Regions from separate parts of the Mus musculus genome. Here all the other regions are linked to region 2. A link is a contact called in public Micro-C and promoter capture Hi-C data. All regions are on one chromosome and are shown on one strand. Each heading gives the region's core, a stretch centred on a gene start, on an enhancer-like site or on the middle of the called end of the contact. The rest is flanking DNA. Distances are from core to core; before and after follow the strand shown.

Region 1 (2,700 bases), core at 26-2,525, 790 kb after region 2:
GTGTTTGAGGCAGGGAAAACAACGAAGTCCCTTTTCTGTGTTCTCTTATACCTTAGAAAGGGTTTAAATATTTATCAGATCCTTGCTGGGTTGGCCTGCTTAAGCAGTGGGTCTTGCTGTATAAGGTGACATCTGTAATTGTCACAGATACAGTAAGAGGATCTGTTAGCATGGTTTGAGAAACTGGAGGAACCTGTGCCATGCCTAACATGAACTTCACCGGGTTAGAATGTTGATCAACAGCAGTTACATCATGTAACTAGTGTGTGAAGATGGTGTCCCCCTCTTTTCTTCCCCCTTAAAGTCATACATGCACATAATTTAAAAATGAGAACTTGTGATGGGAAATGCCAAAAAGCTGCCCAAGTACAGCTTTGTTGTTAGCCTTCTATGAGATATGTATCTGTGCCTCTGAGAAGTACTGCAGAGTCTGGAGGGGCAGGTGGCTCACCCGAAGCCCACTCTGAGAGCAGTAACTTGCCTCTTGGGTATGTGGGATTTTTTTCAGCCTGGGAATGTTCTACCTAAGCCCACAAATCCATTTTCAGCCTTCAAACTACATGTGTCTTTACATCTGATAACTGGGTCTCCTGCTCAGGGCTTCAAGAGCTCCTTCTATGCCTTCTCATTTGATTGACATCCAGGCTTTTAGAAGGGTTCTGGGCAGACACCCTGCTGAGCTCCACTTTCACCTGCAGATCCAGGTGAGCTTGGCACCCTCCTCCTGTGTGCTGATGACAGTTGGTCTTTTTCCTTGGTTTCTCTGAGCTCTAGATCCCCATGTGTCTCTGCCATGGGCATGATGCTCTTGAAGCTCCGCTATAGCTCTCTCACATCATGTGTTATGTATGCCAGGAAACATTTGTGAACCCCCGAAAGATCACCAAGGAGCTGAATCCAATGCAGTTGCATTAGCGTCTCCTTATTCAAGCTGGAGCTTGGGCTCCCAGGCATCCCTTGCACAGTAGGAAGGTGGAGCCCTGAGCCTAGTTTTAGGCAAGCATGATAGAAGCAAGAAGGGACTATCTGACTGGGGAGCCATTATAACCTTTAACATAATTGGCTGGTACTGGGAACCAAATCATAAACTTAACTTCTGTTTTCTTCCTGTTTGGTGGTTGCTAAGAAGTGAGGTGTTTGTTAGGGGCAGGCTTTTAATCTGGAGAAACAGATTTGTTGGGGAATAACTTGGAAACTGGTACTAGGCACAGGTCTTGTGGAAGGGGGTGGGGGTGGGGTTGGAATCTGGTAACCTGGAAACTGGTGCTAGGTGCCAGTTGGTTAATAACTCACGTTCAACCTTAGGTTAGGTTTTCTAAGATGGAGTCTGAACCCAAACGATTTGGTCTCTCACATGCAGACTGGAATTGAACCTAGGTCATGTAGAAGGACAGCTAATGCTCTTAACCCTTGGGTATCTTTCCAGCACCCTATTTTTTTTTTTTTTTTTGAGGAACATCCATGTTGATTTGATTTCCACTCTGAATGCACTAATATATATTCTCACCAGCAATGATTATAGATGGTAGTGAGCCACCCTATGGTTTCTGGGAATTGAACTCAGGACCTCTGGAACAACAATCAGTACTCTTAATCACCGAGCCATCTCTTCAGCCCTGCTTTCCCCCTTTTCATCTTTTTTTTTTTTTTTTTTTTGTAGGAACCATCTTTTATTGGGGGAGGGCTCATCAATTCTTCTTGGCCGCCAACTTCCTCATGGCTGCCAGCACGTTGCTCAGCTCCTCCCGCTTTCTCTTGGCGCGGATGTGCGTGCCCACTCTCTTCTTGATGAACTTGAGTGCGCGCTTGTCCTTGGACACTTTGAGCAACTCCATGGCTCGCCGCTTGTAGGGCGCGAAGCCGCACACCTCCCGGATCATGTCCTGCACGAACTTGGTGTGTATGGTGGGGCGCCCACGTCGCCGGCTGTGTCTCGGCTTACTGACATTTTTTGTCACCTTGTGGCCCTTGTTGAGGCCCACGGCCATGGGGTAGCACAGAGCCATGGCTGCTGCTCTCCGATGGCGGCCGGGACAGGAAGCTTCATCCTTTCTTTTATTTTACAATATTTTAAATTTATTCATTTCATACATGAATGTAAGATATTTTGATCATGTTCTCCCAGCATCCCCTTCTTTTATTTACTTCTCACTCCCAACAGTTCTGTCTTTCCACTCTCATATCCTTTTTTCTTACTCTTCTCTCATATATAACATCTCAGCCATAGTTTCCCCTTCCTCTTCTCCTCCCAGTCCCTCCATCCCACCTCCCTTCTCCTTCAGATCCACCACTCCTAGAAAGCATCAGATTGTCTTCCAAGCAGCAAGGATGAGGGTCTCAAAGCCCACCCCTACACTTCCTCCAACAAGGCCATGCCTAATAGTGGCTGCCACTCCCTGGGCCAAGCATCTTCAAACCACCACACCTTGTAATATGAAGGTGTTCCTGTGTGGATGAGTTTATTTTGTCAACTCTTCTTTTTCTCAGCAACTACTAACTAACACAAACCATAGATACTTGTCCTTAAAGCTTTGAGACTGTCTACCATCAGCACTTGTAAGTCTCCCAGACCTTTTGAGCTCATTTCCATGTATGGGGTAAAGAGGGAGTCTAGCCAGGCAGCTGATCGTCCTAAAGCCACTTGTGGGGAGAATCTTATTACCTCGTGGTGTTGTTGTGACAAAATTTTCTTTCGTTTTG
Region 2 (3,047 bases), core at 91-2,590:
AACATCCATGTGGAAACTCAGAGTTGGAATGTGCCTTGCAGTCAGCAAAGCCCCATATCTGTAATACTGATGGAAGGGTAAGAGATCCCTAAAAGGACTCCCTAAGGTCCAAAGACTGCAGAAAGTAATGATTGATTTTGTAATTGAATGTTGAATGACGCACATTGAGAAAGCATCTTTCATTTTCCCCATCTCTCCCTTTAGTCCCTCTTCACCCACTCTCTATAACACTGCATATTTTTATGTGTTGCTTTGTAAGATACTTAGAGTTTGTGTCTTGTATGCACTCAACTTCCACTTTGGATCACAAGCTCCTGGAGGCATGGTCAATTTTACTTTCCCCCATGGCATGCCTAAATGTGTATCAAGTAAATAGACCTAGAAAAATTCATGTTGCTATCATGGAGGACATGGAGTTTGATTTGAGTGTGGATTTCATGACAGGTAAAAGACTTGCAGGTTTTTAAGAAATTGTTGCCTATGACCTTGGCCTCTCCTTGGCAATCAAACTCACAGCACCTTTTGGAGAAGAGGCATCCTTATAGTGATGGAGTGCTCATTAGAGGAGAGAGGCTCAAATGCAAAGACAGACTGCTGCCTGTCCTTGTTAGGGGAGACACAGACTGGGATAATAGTAATAAATAGGTATGTGTCACAAACCTGCCTGCGTTCGCTCTTAACTCCTGCATTTTGTTTTCTAGGAGCAGTGCAAGCAAACTAAGATCCAAACACCCAGGGCTTATCAATTCCAACCCCCTCCTCCACTCCTCTACCCCCCCCCACACACACACATACACACAAACCACCACCATCACCCCAGTCACCACATCACACACGCACACAACACACACACACACACACACACACACACACACACACACACACCAAGAAAGTCCCCCAAATGCAAAGCCTGCCCTGCTTGTGCTTATCTCAACTCCCTAGCCTTGGCTACACACACTGGCTAAGTCCCTGCTGGGGAAAGATGCACCCCTGACTACCTTTTAGCCCAGTTGCCAGTCCCTAGTGCAACAGCAAGGCAGGCACATTTTGATGCATGTGCACGAGTCTAATCATCGGTAACTTCACTCCCGTTTAACAACATTACATCGTGTGAACAGAAAGTCACAGCTCCGCTCGGTGCTCACTATACGTTCTGGTCAATAATGGTAACAAAAGCAGAGTATCCCCCTGTTTAGGGAAAAGAAGAAAAGCACAGCCTTTCTGCAACCCTCCCGTTTTGCAAAGCGTTCCCCTTTCCAAGTGTTTCCTCTTTAATTATGACCTGTTTCCCCTCCCTCTTCCCCCCGCCCCAGCTTCTGTGAAAGGAGCCCTTCTGTCACTCGTCACTCGCTTGCTCGCTCGCCCGCTCGCTAGCTCGTTCGCTCGCTGTGGGAGGAGCCCGCCAGAGGAAGCCGTGTGCCTGGGATGCCAAGAACCAGAGAATGGATCTGCTCCGAGTGGGCACATTGCTAAGGATCCCGGCTTCCCGAGGCGACTGAAAACAAGCATTTGGTTTCGGCTGCCTGCAGATACCCGGAGACACAACGAGACCTAAGCGGACCAGAGGAGGGACAGACCGACTGACAGATAGATGGTCGGCGCGAACCCTGGAGGACCGGCGGCGGAGGCTGAGCACCGCGAGCCCAGCCGCCGCGCTTGAAGAGAAACTAACTGCACACCCAAGTTGCCCGCCGGCTGCCCGCGCGCTGAGGAATGAGACCTTTCCAGCTGGATTTGCTCTTCCTCTGCTTCTTCCTCTTCAGTCAAGGTAGGAACCCGGCGCGCCGGAGTTGGAGCAAAGTCGGCGGCGGCGGCGGCGGCGGCAGCGGAGGGCGCGGGTGGCTGAGGGCTGAGGGCTGAGAGCTGGGAGGTGGACAGGCTCGGGAACTCGTACTAGCTGAGGGTCTTGGTGCCGGCCCATTGGCAGTTAAGTAGCATTGCTTCTTTGCATTTGCAAATGCTACAAAATGGAACTGTGGGTTTCCCTTCGGAAGGAAGGGGCTGGGAGAACAGGGGAGGCTGCACTTTCTCGTCTTTCTTGTCCACGTCCAACTCCAACTCTCCGATGCATGTAAGTTCTTTATGCACCCGGTATATTAATTAGGTAACATCCGTGTGGCTAGGCCATTCGGAACTTCTGGGTGCCTGCTCGCCTTTCTAGCCAGGTTGGAAAAGGGGAGCCTGGCGTAGGTGGAGATTTCAGTTTCAGTAAGGTCTAACTTGCCCGGGTGTGTTTAAAGCAAATGTGCGAGGTCTGCACAGTTGCAGAAAGGGATGCGATTAGGGAAGGTTCTGAGGCGGGTATTTACAGTGGCTGGGGAAAAGAACGCTTGTAAAGAGTTACATTGAATGTCACCCATTTCCCTGAGCAAGGCTGAATTCTGAATCCTACCAAGCACTGGATTAGGTGTATGAAATGGAATTTCGCCCCTGGTGCCGATTGCTTCCTTTCTGCAATCCTAGCAGGTGGACTCTCCAGAAAGAACTTTGCTACCTCTGGGATCCTTGCCACTGAGAGTCATGGGGTGGGTCATGGTGGAGGGAGGACTAAGCACGCGCCTACTTAGCTAAAGGCATCAACAGTCACCTGTGGAATTAAGACTGAAAGAGCCAAGTCAACCCATTCCGTCCCACTCTTTTGGAATGGCAGTGCCACCTCTGCCATCTGAGGCAGCATGTGTGCCTGCCAGCACAGCTCTTGGAGGGACAGGACTTTCAGAAAAAAAAAAAAAATCCACAACAGAGAACATCCATCTGTTGATTAAATGAAGGGTAAAAGTTTTTAAGAAAGCAGAACATCGCCATGGGTGGCTGCCTGTGCAAACAGTGTGTACCCCTTGCTTCTCTTGTCAGGAGAAGCCAAATATAAGTAAAACCAGGCTTCCTTCTCCCTTTCCCCGGTCCTTGTTGTCACTGTAGATTTCCCACTTATCCATGCAGGTCAAACTTTGCAGTTATCACTCCTGATTAAACTCGAGGGACCCCTCCCCTTAGAAGTATGTATAAAGCATGTTTATGCAGATTTATAATGAGCTCACACTTATACA
Region 3 (2,970 bases), core at 200-2,699, 600 kb before region 2:
CTGTGTGTCTTTGGCCTAGGCACACAATGCTTCTGAACTGCAATGAGAGTCTCAGCAAAGGAGTGGTTGTTGGACTATGGCAGACTGATTCTTTACCGGTGTGTGTGTGGGAGGTGGGGTAGATTTTCCCACTTTGGTGAGAGCGTGTTATAGGTTATAGCCATATCTGGAGATTTTGAGGATGCTGCAAAGGGATTGGGAGGTGCTAGAAGCATCCAGTGGGTAGAGCAGATGGTGCTATTAGCAGTCTTCTAAAAAAAAAAAAAAAAAGTGATTACTTTGCTCAAAATGTTTTAGTGCTGATCTTGGAAAAATAAGACCAAGGTCACTACAAAGGGCATTTACTGTCATGTCTCCTAGCACCACCTATTGTTTTAGCCTTAGTTCTTTTTAAGAGTTTTGTTTATTTATTTATTTATTTGGGGATGGGATGCTTGTGCCACAGATTGTATGTGGAAGCCAGGGGAAAGCTTGCTATGTGTCATTTCTGTCTACCGCTATGTAGGTTTCATAGACCAGACTCAGGTCATCAGACTTCATAGTAAGTGCCTTTACTCACTAGGGAATTTTGACAATACTCGCTTCTCTCCATTTCTCATGCTTTAGCCAATCTGATCTTCTTCCAGGATCCCTTTTTCCCCACACATAGGATGCTTTCCTTTTGCCCATCTTCATTCTACTGCTCAGCTACTAGCTACAAGGTAAGCTTCCGGAAAGAAGATACTCATGCTACCCTCCCACTTAAGATTAAGTATCCATGACCTTTTCATTAAAGCTACTCAATCATGGATCTTTGTTCCAAAATGAGCTAGCTTTTCAATTGGTATCTGTTGGCCCAGGTCTCCTTTTACTATTCATGAGAGCTATCATTTATTAAATTCTCATTGCTTAGATAGCACTGTATTTACTAAGATATATTTTTAAAAATGTTATCACCCAAATCTTTACACAGTTCTGCAAAGACAAATAGTATTCCCATTGGGAAATCGGGAAACTTTTTGAAATGGGACATAGCTTGCACAAGGCAACCTTCCATCTCTTTGATATATAGTTTAGGCTTTGTTCTTAATAGGTGGGCAATCCTGGATTCAAAACAGGTGCATATGACTCCAAATCTATGAGCAGTTTTTACAATGGAGCAGAAAGCCCTTAACCTCTCTTTCTACAATGACATATTAAAGTAAGGCAGTAGTCACAGTGGTTGAGAGAGAATTTCCTAAAGGTTGTGAGGCAGGAAATATCAAGTTCCTTTGCTAATCAATCTAATGGCTGCAGCTTCAGTCAGAGGTTGAGGAGTAAGAAAATGGCATTTGACCCTACTCCTAGAGGGAAGAGTTATAGAGAAGCCTTCCATGATTACAGAAAATTAGTTCCATGGATGCTCAAACAGCCCTCTTGTTAATCACTGAGAACTCACTGTGCCTTAGTCATCTGTTGCTGAATGATTGTTTCCAAATGTAGGTGTCAACACGTGTGTGAAGCATGGCCTTGGAACAGCACAGTAGGGAAGTAGCAGTCATCAGAGGTCTGCCTGGAGTTAGAGTGTTTTCAAGAGGACACCTTCATTCAACTGGCATTTGAGTGTACAGTCCTGGCCAGAGGTCTCAGTTCTTAGCTCTCAGAGGGTTTCTTGAGTGTCTGTGTTAAACATAACCAATTTGCTTCAGAGTGAGGTAGAGGAAAGAAAAGAGATCATGCTCTGCTTCTTATGGCCTCATCTTAGAAGCTTCATATTCATATTTCCATGCTAACAATGAAAGAGAAGACTAGCCCTATGTGCCATGAGAAGAAAAGACTCAAAGACAAAAATTCCAGGAGGTGAAGATTCCTGGGATACAACATTGATCAAGTTATTTAAATATAGTATATGGCAAATTTCAGTAATAGAAATTCCCTAGGCTGTTGGGCTCACAAGTATTTTTGTCAGTTCTCTGGTATATGAATCTTTACTATAGGGCAGTTCAAATAGACAGTGTGCCATGTAGATAAGATGTAGAGAAAGATGCAGAGTTTGCATCCCACAACCATTCTGGAATGCAGGTCCAAAAAGCTGCAGGGCTGAGTAGTAGAGTTGCCTGAAGCTCTCAAGATCAACAGAGGAATCAACAACAGAGACTTCAAACAGAACCCAGGAAATGTGGAACCCTCACAGAAGAAGAAAAAATAGTGTTTGTTATTTTCCTTCAAGACACATGGAAGTTTGCTGTTGTGGAAGCCCCTGACAGGAGGCTTTGAACTAGACCAACACTAGCAGGCAGACTGAAGCTTCCTAAGAGACAGCAAGGGAGAAGATGATAGCCTGACAGTCCAGGCTAGAACAGCAGCCAATTCTAGCATGGAGTTAGTACCTTCACTGAAAAAAAAAAAATGAATAGAACACCACATTCAGTGGAAGACTGAATATATTTTGTGAAGTCTCAGTGATTGCTAGGAAACTAAAGCCAACAGTATATGTAACATCAATGTCAAGTCATTGAGAGGAAAGAGAGAGTGGTGTAACTAAGAACCCAGTCAGCTTTCACACACAGGCTGTAGGCTCAATGTTATGTTCAACAACTTGATTTGTGTCTTTGGGTATTTAAATTCCTTTTGTTGTTAGTTTCTTCACCTTTGGTTTGGTTTGAGGCTTTGTTTCTTTGTGACAGAGAGAGTCGCATGAATCCCAAGGTGATTGAGACTCTCTGTGTATCCAAGGATGAATGTGAACTCATAAACTTCTGACATCTACCCCCACAGTGTGGTCAATATAGACTACATTGAATTTCAGATGTTCCAGGGATCCTTATAAAGAAGGAATATCAAGAAAAACTTATTATTGTGGATAATAAACCTGTAAACCAAAAATTTATATTTATTTATTATGTGTAATTCTAGAGCTGGAACATGGAACAAAAGCCATTCTAGGCATGTGGGTCAAGTAGTGGCTTGCTGGCTTCTTTAGCAGTAATGGGTTTGATAGACTCTTAGCAC
Region 4 (3,008 bases), core at 341-2,840, 630 kb after region 2:
CCCCCCCCCCAGTACTGGGATTGTAGGCAGCTCCGTCTGTCACTGAACCACACCCCCAGTCCCTAATTTACTTTTATGACTTCTGCCTGCATACCTCTCTTTATCTCCATCATCACCTTGAAATCTTTGGGGACTGGCCCAACTCCTGGCTTGCTGTAGTGGGGCTGGGGGATCGGATGTGTTGAGGAGGGTGAAATGAGTGGGAGGTGAGGCCCAGGGTTCAGTAAGCAGCCAAAGATGCCTTCCCCTATGCAACAGGACAGGCCATAGGGGATGCTCAGAGTAGGGCAGAGGCAGAATAAGTTTGAGGAAGCCGAGCGGTGTCAGTTTTCTCAAAGGATGTTTGCAGACCAACTCCCAACAGAACAAAACATGTCCAGTTATTTCTGAGGCCCTAAGTGACTGGCACCTCCTAGGTAGCACTCTAGGGGTGCCTGGGAAAGTAAGGTTATGGATGGTGTTTCACTAGCAAACTCACAACATTCCCTCTGTACCCCTGATACTTACACATATCAATTCGTTTACAACCCCCTGGGTAGAGAGGCCTGGAGGGGCCAAGTGGGATCTGTAGCACTGACCCTGCCCTGTGGTATTGGTGTGTGCCCCTTGTGAGAGACAACTATCACTGTGGTACTATTCAAACCCAGACTAGCCTTTTAAGCCTGACCGGGGGGAGGGGGGGGGGAGGATCTAGCCTAGAGGACAGAGAACAGAGTAGATCAGACTCATAAACCAGAAAGTCTACCCCTCGGTCTGGGAGGAATGGCAGTGGTACAAGACACGTTGGCATCTCGGGGCTGCCCATAGGTCTCAGCCAGCAAGGGTCTCAGAGAGGCACCTAGAACAGACATAGACAAGGGTTCTGCCCCAGCTCTAGGTTAACTTCTCAGTCTTATCCTAGGCCTTCTCACTGCCCATTACCCAGGCAACTTTGAAGCACAGTTGGCCCAAAGACCCCCCCTAATCCCTGGACACAGCCACCCTGCAATTTGGCAAGCCCACCTTTGGGCTTTGCCTCAGCGACCTTGCAACTCCAGCACACAGGCAGACCCTGCAAAACTTGTCACCTCTAGCAAAGCCAGCCCACACGTCCTGACTTCGGAGGATGCTAGAGGTGATAGTCACCCATTCAGCTAGGACGCAAGAGCGACAGGGTTGGGGGTTAGAAACTTTCCGGAGGATTGTCCTGCTCACTCACTCCTAGAGAGCGAGACAAGTCAGGCTTCCCGCGAAAATCTAGTCCAAGCAAGGGACCCAGCTCCCCAGGGCTGTGGCCACCCTACACCAACCCCGTGCAGCGTGGCGTCCACGTGCGGGGCCCCCCGACCACCTCTCCGAGCCGTGGCGGGAGGCTGCAGCCTCGCAGCCCCGTCACTCCCCGCCCTCCGCCGCGGGGCCCCAGAGCCCGGCTGCCGCGTACTCACCCTCGCGGGTGGAGCGGGGCGGGGCGAGGTAAATCCGCGCGCAGCTCCGATCCGTTAGGCGCCCCGACTGGCGGGGCAGCACTGGCGCAGTGGCTCCGCTCGGCCCGGTCCCTGTCCCGGGAGCGGGGCCGGCCTGGGAGCGGGCAAGTCCGCCTGAAGGGGAGGCGGGGGCCAGGGCTTGGGCGGGGGGCGGGGGGCGGGGAAGGGGCCGGACACGCTTGCGCACACGGTCGGGAAGCCGACAGCCGCGAACGCCGCGCTGGAGGGAGGGCGCACCGAGAGAGGGAGGGCGCGGAGAAAGGAGGGAGCTAAGAAGGGAGGGAGGGCATCGAGGAGGGAGGGCGCGCCGAAGGAGGGAGGACGCAGAGAAAGGAGGGAGTAAGGAGGGAGGGAGGGCGCAGAGGAAGGAGGGCGAGGGTGTGAGGCCGCGGGGAGACTGGGGTTGGCCTGGAGGCCTCCCTGGCCTGGAGAGAGACGGCCGGGGTGCGGGAGGCTGGATCGGGTGAGGGCAAACCCAGGGCAAGCGCTGCCTGTGAATGGCTCCAAGATGAGTATGCCCAACGTTGCCTCTAGCACTGATCCCACGCTCTCCTGGAAACAATAACCAAGAAAGGCTTCTTTGCTGTCCCCGCGCGGTTAAAAAAAAAAAAAGTATCCTTTTCTCTCTACAGAAACTCAAGAACAGGAATAGAAGTCCATCCTTCCAATATCCTCCCATGCCCTCATGGCAGTCAGGTGACCTAAATTGACGAGCCTTTTCTCTGCCCCAGGCCGGCCTATGCGCCCCAAACTGCTCCCTTAGCTCTTCCTCCTTTGCATACCCTCTCTTAGCCTTGGATAACTTCTCAGTTTCCGTTCTTGCTGAAGGCGCCAGGCATCCTGTCTCCAGAGGAAACCCCTTCAAGCCTTTAACCCTGATGCCGTGGGCTCTAGAATTGCCTGGACTGCAAACAGTGCAGAAACCACCCTGCAGGACTGTCCATTTCAGGAGTCAGCACAGTGTTACCCAGTTCCTAGCTTGAGCACCCTGGGGCTACAAGGAAAGTATTAGATCCAGTCCCCCTTCCCCCGGAAGCTTGCTATCTAGTTGCAGAGAAGGGGTGGCGGGTGTTGTGCTGGACTCCCATCAAGAAACAGGCGGCACAGGATGTGACTAAGTGTAAGTAAGATGTGAATAACTGACAGTAAGTGCCCAGGGTTTTAACGGAGTTTAAAGTCATCGTCAGGGGAAGCTGGAGGTCTCATGTGTTGGGACTCTCCAATTCACAACAAAACGAAGAGGTGGCCTCCAGCTTCTTCCATTCCGGCTGTTTCCATCTGAATTATACCTTGCATAGGTGGAAGCTCTTTGGCAGCTCACCAAAACCTAGTTTTATTTGAATGGTACCTTTGGCCTGACAGTCACCTAGTCACTCAACAAATATTTATTACATTTCATGTCCTGGTCTGGAGCTAAGCTGGGAATAGACAATACAATGACTATGTCTCTGTGTTTGGCAAGGGAAAAAGAAGAAGGCAAAAGAAAAACTGCTCGGGGAGAAAGAACAACTGAAATATGTCTGGCAAGTTGATTCAAGAAACAGT
Region 5 (2,700 bases), core at 185-2,684, 710 kb after region 2:
ATTGAAACCTCCGGGCTTCAAAGCTGTGTAGTCAGCAGAACGGCTACAGAGAGAAGGCCGCTGGCTGGAGCGTGATGGGGACATGGAAGAATGGGAGCACACAGAATGTGCTGCTGGGAGTGACTGCCGTAACTTCTGTGCTTGCTTGCTTTGTTTTGAGATAGGGTTTGATAGCCCAGGCTGGCCCTGAACTTACCTCTTCTCACCTCCACCAGCGTGCTGGGATCACAGGTGTCTGCTGTGATAGCCAGCAAGCACAGTTTTTATTTTTAGCTTAGAAAATGTTCGTTTCTGTGCATGGATGTTTTGCCTGTGTGTGTGTGTGTGTGTCTATATATCACTTTCATGCCATGTGCCTGTAGAGGCCAGAGAGGGCATTGGGTCATCCGGAACCAGAGTTTGTGACAGAGATGTTTGTGAGCCACTATGTGGGTGAGGAGATTCAACTAGGGTCCTCTGAAACAGCAGCCAGTGCTCTTAACCACCGAGCCTCTGCTCTGGCCCCAAACACAACTGTTTTAGAAAGCTACTGCACACTATCAAACTGAGCAAAGGTACAAAAGTCACACAAACTCAAAACAGGCCAAAGCTGAAAACAACCATGTTCAGTAAATCGGATGACCAGTCCACAGTCCACCTTTTCGACATGATGTTATACATCAAGCAGCATATGTACGTACATAGACTTACTGTTCTGGATGCAGGTTACACAAGAAAGCCTGTGAAAAGTGGCTTGGTAGGACTCGGGATCTGTGTTTCGGTATGCTGGTTGATATTGTTTCTTAAAGTCTGAAAACAAAGCAAGGCTTCCTCTGAGTCATTCCTGGGTAGGTCTGTCCGATGGAGAACTCCCTACTTCCTTCTCTAGTTGCGCTTCTCGGGTTTCTGGTTTACCTGCCAGCCAGTGTCTGACCTAAGGACCGAACTGTTCCTACTCCCCTAGTCCCTCTGGTACTTGGCACTGTAGTAATCCCTGGTGGATGCCCGTTAAATGACCGTGATAGCAACGCCCAGTGGGTTCTTAACTTTAAATAAAGTGACACTAATGCAGAACTTTGCCACAAAGTCAAGCCCAGAGGGGCCAGGTTATGACAGGGCAGAGACTTCAGGGAGCTAGGGAGAGCCACTTGATGTGGCCGGACTGCTTGAAGCCCAGCCGGACTAACAGCTCCATGCTGGCATCGGTGCCACAGAAAGGTGGCGGCTTTCGGGGGAGTGCTGGACCCCAGATTGGAAGGGGCGGATCAGGGGAGCGTTGTCCCGGGGAAAGGGCTGACTCGGCAGGGCCCGTCCGCCCACCGCCCCGCGTCCCCGCCGCCCGCTCACCTACGCGGCTCCACGCTGCGGGTTGCAGACTCGTCCGGGAAGTGCCCGCGCCCCGGCTCCCGGAAGCTCCTCGGCCACGGCCCTCCCGCCCGCACTAGCCACTCTCCTGCCCACACCCGCCGGCCGGACCCTAGGGGGCGCTCGCCAGTCCGCGTCGCTCAAGATTCCCAGCTGCCTGGTTACGACCCGAGGCTGAACCCAGACACCCGAGCTCCCTGAGGCTGCCGTGAAGCCCTGAGCCGCGGTTTGTCTTGTGTGAGGGCAAAGGGACGAGGAGAAAACTCCAGAAAGGGAGGTGCAGACCTTACCTTCTTTCGCACGGTTGGGGAAAATGAGACTTTCATCCCCTTAAGTAAGGTAGGTTAAGTGGACAAAGAAGCCGGCTAGCCCCTGGGAGGTCCGTTCTTTTACTGGGATATGGGTCCCATTAAGGTTGCTGCCCACAGGCTGGAATCAGTCTGGCCAAAAGTGCTGGCCTTCAGGGCAGGGATTTCCTAATGGCATTTCAACTGCATTTCCAAGGGTACCAAAATAACTGCAAAAAAAGGGTGGCTGGGCAAAGTGTTGGTAAGCCCTGATGAAATATTTAAGTCCTCTGCCTCCACTTCTTAGAGTTCCTGCTGTGAGCTTTGTGAAACGCCAAGGGAATATTGTTATTAAAACACCAACCTAAAACCAACTCACATGAAATACTGCAGGTGGCAGGAGTAGAATGGGCTGGTGTAAGGCCTTATTAGCCCACTCTTGATTTCTTTTTCTCTCCAGCCAAGCCAACCTGTAACTTGTTCAGAGGGAGGCAGTTGATGCCGTGGCGCTGTTCATGAATGATCTTTCTAGGTTTACTCATCAAAATTACATTCTCTGGATGCTGGTGTTGTGAGAGATGAATATTCATAAGAATTCCTGGAAAGCAATTGTGTCTGCAAAGGCTGACTTACTGATTAGAACTGCAGTGAGTTGGAGAGATAGGAATATTGCCTGTCCGGAGGCTCAGCTAGCTCTAAACCCCACGGATCGGCCAGCCATACCTTGAGCAGATCCCTAGCTGCCCAACCCGAAAGCTATCATCAGATAACACCTGAGTCCTACAGCAAAGGTCTCCCCAGCCCCAGTCTTGCTGTACTGCCTCTGCGATGTGCCCGACAATGTATTTTAAACTTGGCTTGATTTATGACTTTGTTCTGTAACAATTTAAAACGTTGTGAAGCTCCTTCCACACTGAAACATGCAGTTTAGGATAACCTAAATCTATATTCCTGGGACGTGGTCACTCAGGTATGGCTCAAGAATAAACCATTTCTTTTTTTTTTTTTTTTTTTTTTTAGCATATCTAAACCCTTTTTTTTTTAAAAGATTTTATTTATTTATTTATTT
Region 6 (3,051 bases), core at 130-2,629, 650 kb after region 2:
TTCAGAAGTGCTGATGGGGTAAAGGCACATGATAACTTGAATTTAAACCCACATGGTAGATGGAGAAAACCAACTCTTGCAAGCTGGTCTCTGACCTCTGCACACACTGTGGTAACACAAATAAGCACACAACTCGTTAGATGTTGAATCCAGGTTTCTCGGGTAGCACCATCAATGACTCTGGCTTGGATGGCTCTATGGCGCAGTGTACTGTATCGTGTCTAATTCTGCAGTAGCCTAGCCTCAGCTTGGATGCTAGTGTCCCCTTCCTCTGGAACAATCAAATGTCTGTAGAGATTTCCAAACCATCCTTCGGAATGTTAAAAGTGTTTGAATTGTAAAGACTGTGGGATTTTTAAGCTTGTAAAATATTTTATATTGCAGTGTTATTAATCTGTGACCTTGAGGACAATCAAGAAAGGAGAGGCTATAGCTTAACAGTGGTGCGTGTGTCAAGTTGACAATGAGTCAATTGTGCTAGATAGTTTTCTAGCCTCAATTGAGAGAACACCTCCATAAGATCCAGCATTTTCGTAATTAGTGATTGATGGGGGAGGGTCAAAGTGATGCCACCCCTTGGCTGGTGGTCCTGGGTTCTCAAAGAAAGCAGGCTGAGCAAACCACAGGGCACAAGCCAGCAAGAAGAACCCCGTCGTGGCCTTTGCATCAGCTCCTGACTTCAAGTTCCTGCCCTATTTGAGTTTCTATCCTGACTTCCTCCCATGATCAACACTGCTGTGGAAGTTTAAGACAAATTATCCTTTTCCTCTCCAACTTGTTTTTGGTGATGGGTGTTTCAACAAAGCAATAGCAACCCTAACTAGGGCAGAATGTTTGTTTATTTGTGTGTCTGTCTAATTGATACACTTTCACTTTGTAGCCTAGGGCTGGCCTAGAAATCACTAAATAGATCAGGCTGGATTTGAACTTGTGGAGATCCTGCCTTTGTCTCCCAAGTGCTAGAATATCAGTTTTAATAATCAAGAAATCCTGAGCCCAGTGTGCGGGCTCACACTCTTAGTCTAAGCAGGCAAGATCTCTTGTGAGTTTGAGGCCAGTCTAGTGTACAGAGTGAGTTCCAGGGCAAGCCCAGACTGTTACACAGAGAAACCGTGTCTGGAGGGGTCGGGGAGAAATCCTATAATTTTCCTGAGCAGACTACATTCGAATGCTCTGGTCTAGCACCACCTGGCTATGGTTAGGTCACTACTGTCGATAACATGTGGCACAGCTGGTGCCTGAACAAAGGTTACTGGGGGAGGGAAGGATGGTGACCTGGTGTTGCAAAATCAGCTGGATGTTTCTAAAGAGCCCCACACGCTTTCTCTGTGGGACTCAGGTCCGATCATCCAGGGAATAACATTCCCTGAGACTTACATCAGCACCCAGCTGCGAACCAGCAGCCTGCACTTTCACACTGGCTCTGAGGATGCAGATGGTTCTCCTGTACTTGCGTGAATGAGAGGGAGAGCGGTGGGAATTCAGAGCTCATCCAGTGTGCTGCTGAGGACACAGCAGAGGCAAGACTGGAACAAAGGCCACTTTAGCTTGAAGTGGTCTTTCAAGATGGCAACCCAGTTCTTCTAAAGCTCGGTTGCCATATGCAGGTGACACACCAAGCACACACCCATTCCATCGCCTCTGAGACAGGGTGGCATGGTGGAGAGCCCCGAGTATGGGATCAGAGTAGCCAAATAGTTTACCTTTTCTGCTGGGTGACCCTGATCATATGGCCTCTTAGAGGCTCAGATTGTTCGACTGTTAAAAACGGTGAACACAAAAGCTGCCTCTCAGCTGCTGTTAGCATTGAGTAAAGCATGCCGTCTGGATCACCAGGGGAGTTAAGTCTCATTCTCTGGACCTGACCCTGGAAATAAGGCACAAGATCTTCACAACCTTCTGGAAAGAAACTCTTGCTTTTCACTCTTCACGACTCTCTAATAACCCATGGTCAGACACCAGGCACATGAATCTCAAGAGCCAAGAGACTTTGTAAAAGAGACTGAAGGGCACCCTGGACCTTTCCGGGGCCTTGAGGAAAATGACATAACATCTGTAGTGCAAGGTAGAGGATGAGAATAGAAGTTTGGGCCGAGTAGCCTGGGTACAACCCCGGAGTCTGCATCCACTGGCTGTGTGATCAAGGGCAAGCGGCCAACCCTCTCTGTTGCTCAATTTCTCTCACCTATATAACTGACGGTGATAACGGCACTATGCTGGCAGTGTTGGTATGAGAACTACACCAGCCAGCGGGTGGGAGACATTCAGGAACTTTCTCACACACCGAGAGAGAGAGAGAGAGAGAGAGAGAGAGAGAGAGAGAGAGAGAGAGAGAGAGAGAGAGAGAGAGAGAGAGAGAGATATGGGCCTTGGCAAGGGAACTCTCTCAGAGTTGGGGAGAGATCCTGGAACAAAGAGGAGGTTGACACTGGAAAACAGCCTGATTCAGCTGGCAGAGGACGCACGGCCCAGGGCAGGTAGCCTGGGGCTCCTGGGGTTCCAGAGAGTGAGCCCTAGTCTGCCCAGGCTTGTCAAGGATCTGGCCCAGCCACCCAGGGTGCAGGGAGACAGGAATCTCACCGAGCCAGCCCTCACCTGTCCTCCACCCACCTCAGCATGGAGAAACCCCCCAGGCTTTGGCCTTCCTTCCCCAGAAGCTGCTGGAACCCCACAGGGGTTTTTGGAGCCCTGCATGCTAGTGTGAGGCCACAGCCCAGTTAGTTCATTCACCCCCTTTCCTGCTGCACCCACATTTGGGCCACCTCCCGCTGAGTTGACAAGTGCTCTCTCTCTAGGCACACGGTTACAGTTCCCACTGCCAGCCAGATCCCCACAGCAGGGATTCTTGAAGCTTCTTTGCCTCCCTTGGATTTCAGGTCAGCTTGGCAGCCTGGTCAGAGTCTATGGCCCTCCTTTGTCTATTCTCCCCCTACCACTGACTTACCACACAGTTTTCCTGTCCACCTTCCCATGAGAACAAAAAGTTCAAGAACACATTTCACTTATTTATTCTTACTACTCATCCCTGGCACCTCATATGGTAGACATTCA

Evidence for each region. Promoter capture Hi-C pulls out the DNA fragments that hold promoters and counts their contacts. Hi-C and Micro-C count contacts between places; a contact is called where the count stands out from the background.
Region 1: a contact with region 2 is called in a promoter capture Hi-C map of liver, with 8 times the contacts expected there. The contact joins the promoter of 4933422A05Rik here to the promoter of Kirrel3 in region 2. A contact is called at or near these places in 3 of 39 promoter capture datasets (liver and pre-B cells), 2 of 484 Hi-C or Micro-C datasets (the G1E-ER4 cell line and muscle stem cells), 1 of 115 datasets of contacts at active chromatin or transcription factors (astrocytes) and 1 of 9 other capture datasets (adipose tissue).
Region 3: a contact with region 2 is called in a promoter capture Hi-C map of second pharyngeal arch cranial neural crest, with 4 times the contacts expected there. The contact joins the enhancer-like site here to the promoter of Kirrel3 in region 2. A contact is called at or near these places in 6 of 39 promoter capture datasets (the 3T3-L1 cell line, frontonasal cranial neural crest, maxillary cranial neural crest and 2 more), 5 of 115 datasets of contacts at active chromatin or transcription factors (SST interneurons, astrocytes, craniofacial prominence and 2 more) and 2 of 9 other capture datasets (adipose tissue and embryonic stem cells).
Region 4: a Micro-C map of embryonic stem cells shows a contact between it and region 2, with 5 times the contacts expected there. The contact joins the promoter of St3gal4 here to the promoter of Kirrel3 in region 2. A contact is called at or near these places in 10 of 39 promoter capture datasets (the 3T3-L1 cell line, the SN4741 cell line, cranial neural crest and 3 more), 3 of 484 Hi-C or Micro-C datasets (all in embryonic stem cells) and 13 of 115 datasets of contacts at active chromatin or transcription factors (SST interneurons, astrocytes, craniofacial prominence and 7 more).
Region 5: a promoter capture Hi-C map of liver shows a contact between it and region 2, with 6 times the contacts expected there. The contact joins the promoter of Tirap here to the promoter of Kirrel3 in region 2. A contact is called at or near these places in 4 of 39 promoter capture datasets (embryonic stem cells, hippocampal neurons and liver) and 1 of 9 other capture datasets (embryonic stem cells).
Region 6: a promoter capture Hi-C map of cranial neural crest shows a contact between it and region 2. The contact joins the enhancer-like site here to the promoter of Kirrel3 in region 2. A contact is called at or near these places in 3 of 39 promoter capture datasets (cranial neural crest, frontonasal cranial neural crest and hippocampal neurons), 1 of 15 datasets of contacts at CTCF or cohesin (the NIH/3T3 cell line), 5 of 484 Hi-C or Micro-C datasets (CD4 T cells, ganglionic eminence, neural progenitor cells and 2 more), 4 of 115 datasets of contacts at active chromatin or transcription factors (embryonic basal ganglia, embryonic hindbrain, forebrain and 1 more) and 1 of 9 other capture datasets (embryonic stem cells).

Annotation. Positions count from the first base shown.
Region 1 is chr9:35,279,830-35,282,529 of GRCm38.p6, forward strand. 4933422A05Rik (RIKEN cDNA 4933422A05 gene) reads left to right here and starts at 1,276. Exons shown (of 5, transcript NR_040715.1): 1 at 1,276-1,377. It also overlaps the pseudogene Gm5614.
Region 2 is chr9:34,487,391-34,490,437 of GRCm38.p6, forward strand. Kirrel3 (kirre like nephrin family adhesion molecule 3) reads left to right here and starts at 1,341. Exons shown (of 17, transcript NM_001190911.1): 1 at 1,341-1,768. The coding sequence starts at 1,714.
Region 3 is chr9:33,888,147-33,891,116 of GRCm38.p6, forward strand. No RefSeq gene overlaps it. Among named protein-coding and RNA genes, the nearest start is that of Gm25439, 28 kb to the right of the region's middle. Within about 2 kb of position 1,450, at least 1 of the 459 cell types and tissues checked has an H3K27ac peak or open chromatin away from gene starts, as enhancers often do. A contact at or near this core is called in second pharyngeal arch cranial neural crest, where this site is marked.
Region 4 is chr9:35,115,274-35,118,281 of GRCm38.p6, forward strand. It overlaps St3gal4 (ST3 beta-galactoside alpha-2,3-sialyltransferase 4), which reads right to left and starts at 1,591. Exons shown (of 11, transcript NM_009178.4): 1 at 1,425-1,591. 4930581F22Rik (RIKEN cDNA 4930581F22 gene) reads left to right here and starts at 1,455. Exons shown (of 6, transcript NR_029475.1): 1 at 1,455-1,567; 2 at 2,096-3,008. It overlaps LOC115487216 (a long non-coding RNA gene), which reads right to left. Exons shown (of 3, transcript XR_003948311.1): 3 at 1,927-2,015.
Region 5 is chr9:35,198,531-35,201,230 of GRCm38.p6, forward strand. Tirap (toll-interleukin 1 receptor (TIR) domain-containing adaptor protein) reads right to left here and starts at 1,435. Exons shown (of 7, transcript NM_054096.2): 1 at 1,327-1,435; 2 at 681-789.
Region 6 is chr9:35,136,987-35,140,037 of GRCm38.p6, forward strand. The region is part of intron 2 of Dcps (decapping enzyme, scavenger); the gene reads right to left. Among named protein-coding and RNA genes, the nearest start is that of Gm24262, 6.1 kb to the right of the region's middle. Within about 2 kb of position 1,380, at least 19 of the 459 cell types and tissues checked have an H3K27ac peak or open chromatin away from gene starts, as enhancers often do.